2 separate regions of the Zea mays genome follow, and region 1 is linked to region 2. A link is a contact called in public Hi-C data. All regions are on one chromosome and are shown on one strand. The core of a region is the stretch at or near the end of the contact, and the rest is flanking DNA. Distances in the headings are between cores, read along the strand shown.

Region 1 (2,700 bases), core at 172-2,671, 580 kb after region 2:
ATCAACTAATATTTCGTCGCTACAGACAAGGAAAGCAGAGCTGTCCTCAATCGGTGTAGCACCTATTGCTCCCCTTCCCATCCTTCTTCAGCTTCTTGCCCCGCCGGCGGCGGCGCTCGGCGTCCTCCACCCGCCGCACGGCGCGCTCAAGCGCGTCCACGCGCTCCGCCAGAGCCCCGATCACCGCGCACTGCTGCGCGTTCTGCTCGCACAGGGCCGCGACCATCTCCATAACCTTCCGAGTGTCCAGGGCGCTGTCGGCAGCTCCGGCCTCCCCTGTCGGCCTCATCACCTCGCTCGTCATCGGTGTCTGCGGGGGCGCCTCGGTGGAACCCGTCGCCGCAGTTGTAGGCTCCGCTTCATCCGCCACCATCTCCCATTCGCCCTCATTGGAGACTTCCGTCTGGTCGCCGTTAATGTGCCCGTCGTCCTGCTTATTTTCGGATTCCTTCACCGCTTCTGGCACCGCCTCGCTGTCAGCTTTGCCCCCGTCCACCTCCATATCGGCAACCGTCTCAGCCGCCGCATTCACCCCAACCCCGCCGCTGTGCTCAGCGGCGACCGGCATCTCCGTCGCCTCCGCGCTGTCGTCCACCATCTCGGACGTCACCTCAGACTCGTTCTCCTCCGCCACGACCTCCGAATCCGGCGCCGGCTTTGGTTCGAGGGCGTCAACAGCATCCTGCAGCGCGAGGACCCGCTTGGTGACCCTCTTCCGGTATTCCCGCGCGCCTCGCACCGCATCGAGCCGCAGCAGCATCTTCATCAGCGTCTCCCCGACGGCGATCCGCGCCCTCGCGTCCCCGCGCAGCGCCTCCGCCTCGCGCGCAACCTTCTCTCCGACCTCCGCCGCCTCACGCTCCACCTCACGAACAGCACGCACCGACTTCCTCGCCATGAACCCGCGCGCAGCGGCCTGCAGCCTAATCGCCGCCGCCTCCGACGACGGCGCCCGCTTCCTCAGCACCGCCGCCTGTGGCATCCTGGCCGCCCCGCGCACCGGCTCCGGATCGGAACCGACGAAGCGGACGGGAACGGAGACCGACCTCGAAGACTCGACCCTGGGCCGCGGGTCCACCTTCACCGCCTCCGGCGCGGCTTCTGCGGCGGCCGGGAAGAACCCGCCGACGCCGCGGGACGGAGCGGGGTGCTGGTACCGGTAATAGGGGTAGGCGTAGTGGTACGGGGAGGTGTAGTAGTAGTCGTAGGGGTCGTCGTAGAAGAAACGGCGAGACGCCATTGCTGCTGGTGCGTTGGGCTTTTGTTGGAGCTGCTATTCCAGTTGCTCTGTGATTGATGGTGTGATGGTAGGGGATGTTGTCGCGGTGCCTATATACGACGAGTGCGAAAGTTCGAGAAGGCTTTGGTCGTCTTCGGAATGTTCCGGAGCTTCGAATTGCTTGAGCACTGGGACGAGTTTTGTGGTTCGGGAGGGTTCTGGAAACGTGGGGAAAGGAGGGGTCAACGACTCTGGTGACGCGTGGGCCCATGTTTGTCATGGTCGTCAGTAGTGACCACATAGGTGTTAGCTGATATGGATTTCCTTTATATAGATATTCGTATTTGTATTTCATTTTAATATAAGTATGTCTAAATTTGATTTCTAGTACTTTTCTTTTTCAAGTTCTAAATTCGTATTTGGTAAAACCGGCATATATCCAATAATTTTAGCATGCGTGAATTTCGATAAAACCATTTAAAACTTATTTTTATCACTAATTATTATTTATAGATGAATATAATTTAAATAATGTATCCACATTTTAAAATGTTAAAATATATTTATATGATAAATAAATAACCATGTTAATCTTATATTTATATTACTAGTGATATTGACATGGTTTTATAACACATAATTCATGTCTCAGTTAGTCCACGACTCAATCCGAGACGCTACTTATTGACAATCACTCATTATGAACCAACCATAAGGGACAAATCAACCTTGTGTTCGCCAACCTGCATAGGGCAACAACCAACCATGCCATCAGAACCGAGAAAAGGAGCGAAGCTGATCCAAGCTACCCCAATCGACATATATCACTCTGACAAGAGCGATGGATTACCCAAGGAGGAGCGGGAATGGGAGATGAGATTGCAGGGTTGGAAGAATACATACCTAGATCTAGATCACGTCGCAGAGAGGCTACGCGGCGGAGTTGGTATGGAACATGTGAGACGACGAGGTGGCAGATCGGATAGGCAAGGTGATGGCACATGTGGGACCGTGGAACCCTAGAGAGTGGAGAGGCGTGCAGGTTGATCAGAACTGATGAGGAAGGGTGAGACGGGCATGAGCACACACCTACCGAGGATGTCGTGGACGATGACGAGGAGGTGGTCCGGTGCGTGGGAGGAGACTACATCGGTAGAGATGTCGATGATGCCAGAAACGGATTACTCAGCATGATCTAGTGTCGAGCGGTCGTTGCCATTGCACATGTTCGCCGGCAGTCGCGGGGTCAGAGCCGATGGGGACATGATGAAATGGCACTAGGGAGCCCTGGGCATGCCGTGGAAAACTAGAACGTGCATCGACGTTGAGCGAGCGAGTCTGCGTGGACTGGATTCCCACTTAATGATGGTCGCCTTCATGTTCGTGGCGATCTTTTTGGCGTACCAAGAAGAACCATCACACAACTACTGACCCACTCGAAAAAACACTAGGGATGAAAGAGCCGATGACAAGGGCGAATT
Region 2 (2,700 bases), core at 14-2,513:
AACTGATTGTACAAATTTCTCAAAGGCTCATGGGTAAGACCTCTAGGTCTACTGCATGCCCTAGTTGACTTTGACAACAAGAGAGCATTCAGAAGAAAAAAAATGCTCACTTTCAGATTTCCATCAAGATTAATCATCCGCCCGACTCTCTAATTCACACAGAGGCTTAGTAGCTAGTGTCAATGCTATGTACCTATGTATCTCATTGCATGGAAAGCAATCCAAAGGAGATGAGGTACACCAAGCATGCTACACGAGAAGACTAGGGTCTGGTTTGAGTACTCTAGTATTGACTCTAATCCATATGTATTGATTTGAATTGTGGTGTAACTTAAACTAATTTACACCCAATCCACCTCAATACATGTGGATTGGGGTCAATACTAGAGTATCCAAACAAAGCCTAAGGCCTTGTTTGGATACTCTAGTAATGAGTGGGATTGGAGTGGATTAAGATGTATTGAGAGCGTATTTGATCTATTTGGGATTTGCACCCTCTCCAATCCCTTCGAAACACTCCAATCCCAAAGTATCCAAACTAGGCCTAAGGGGTGTTTAAATACACTAGAACTAATAGTTAGTTAGTTGACTAAAAAATTGCTAGTGAAATTAGCTAACTAACTATTAACTAATTTACTAAAAATAACTAATAGTTGAATGGATGTTTGGATGTCTATAGCTAATTTTAGCAACTAACTATTAGCTTTAGTGCATTCAAAGGTCAAGCAAATCTTGCACGACTAAATGCACGGTCTACTAAGCACAACCTTAATAAACTAAGATATTAAGCTTGGAATTTGACATTCTATTACTTTACAAAATTTAGAAGTTTATTTTAAATTTATACGGTGTATGATGGAAATTGATTGTATAGATCAATGTTGTATTTCTAATCTGCAATTTCTAGCATGCTCCTGGACTTCCCTCCAGCGGAAATCCAGTACATAAATACCTCTATTGTAACTAATGATAGCATATAAATATATTATACATATTATCGTATTCATATTAACTTTATATATATATATATATTAACTTAATATATATATATATATACAAACAATAATTATTAAAATTGATTTCAGTTCCATGATCTCACATTATCTCGTCGTGCGGGAGCCAACCAATCGCGACCACTTGGTCCACCCCACTCTGCTCACCACATGCGCGGAACACGCCACCGCTTGTGGTTTCACGCGAGCGCACCCAGGCCAGCAGTGCGCCCCGCTGATTCCTCTCCGGCCGTCCCGACGTTATCCAACTCCTGAACACCTCTCTCTCGCCACCTCACCTGAACACCTGCTCGCCCCACCCATTCCCTCCGCATGGCCGGCCTCCGCCCTCGCGCCGCCGTAGCTTCGAATTGCCTCCGACCGGCAATTCGGCGAGGCGCCCGTCACGCATCGGGGGCAGCGTTTGGATACTACACCTGCTGGCAGCTACAGGTTCTTTTCTGATTTTTACAGCTTATGTAGCTCTGAAATTGGAAGTGAGTTAGTGAATTCGTGTATAGTCAGGAGGCGATGTCGCTACCTATGGACATGGACTTGGGAACGCGGCTTTTATTTTTGTTGTGTGTGTAGCGTTATTGGTGGGTTTGGTAACGGTTCTTGGGGTTCTTGAGCCTGTAAAGTTTTTCAAGGTAGGGTTTAATCTAACCAAGCAGGAGAAGGATTACCTGAATAGTCTTTTCATCTATAGAGTTCATCTTGCAAATTGCAATTTGTCAACTTCATTTTGGGAAGGCAATTGGTTGGTAGAGTTGACGGTTTACATGGGATCGATATCATGTTCGAATTAAAATTCAGCAGTAGAGAAATTTAGTCAACATTCTTGTTTTTCATTTGATCCTAGTACTACCTCATCAACCTTTTCGCAAATATAAGTCAATACTCTGGTATTTTCTTGTATTTTTTCGCTAAACCAAGCCATTTAAAACAGAGTACAAACTTTTTGCCTGATTTATGGAACAAAAGACACATTTGCTGTGCAATTTCCCAACTAGGCAACTACAGTATAATAATGACTGATCTACTTGTTCTAGCTGTGTGATTCATATGAATCAGAAGTCGGAAGTCTATCTTGTTTCAAGACTGATCTTTAAAGTTAGTATACCTTCCTTTTCCAAAAACAAAAAACAAGTTGTTCTAACTTCTAAGTAACTAGCATAAGCTGCATAACTTTAGTCCAAATATAAGTTTCAGAAATTTTAATTCCAAAAACATTCCATTGTTTAGCTGATAATTATTTTGAGTCACTCTTATAAATCTGCAACTTTGATGTTTAATCTGCTTACATTATTATGAAATAGTTCCTTGTCAACATCAAAACGCAGGGAAATATTTTGAATTGGAGATCTATATCCGCAACTAAAAAGCTCTGGAGTACAGTAGCTAGTGCAAAGCCTGATGATTCTAAATTTGAAAGTGTGGATGCACCACTTGAGCCCCAAACATGTGAAGGCAGCTTCTTGTGTGGTCTGTTGAAGAACCTGCCACACATTTTTCTAGCTGCAGCAGCAAAGCAGTTGCAAGAACTGTCTTACCAAAGAGAAGAGAGCTTAAAACGCTGGGAGCATAGTATTGGTTCTAAAGAGGATTGCCTTCACAGGTTGGTACTTAATCTCTGATTTAAGTGTTAGGAAACATGATGTCTTAGGGGATGTGCTTTTATTGTCTTTCTTCAATTTTTTTCTATGCA

The links. Hi-C and Micro-C count contacts between places; a contact is called where the count stands out from the background.
Region 1: a contact with region 2 is called in a Hi-C map of ear, with 2.5 times the contacts expected there. The contact joins the promoter of LOC100279586 here to the promoter of LOC100276521 in region 2. A contact is called at or near these places in 3 of 25 Hi-C or Micro-C datasets (ear, endosperm and leaf).

The regions. Positions count from the first base shown.
Region 1 is chr4:23,025,849-23,028,548 of Zm-B73-REFERENCE-NAM-5.0, forward strand. It overlaps LOC100279586 (putative IQ calmodulin-binding and BAG domain containing family protein), which reads right to left and starts at 1,422. Exons shown (of 1, transcript NM_001152583.2): 1 at 1-1,422. The coding sequence starts at 1,240. The coding sequence ends at 47.
Region 2 is chr4:22,443,600-22,446,299 of Zm-B73-REFERENCE-NAM-5.0, forward strand. It overlaps LOC100276521, which reads left to right and starts at 1,264. Exons shown (of 3, transcript NM_001150287.1): 1 at 1,264-1,445; 2 at 2,336-2,610. The coding sequence starts at 1,326.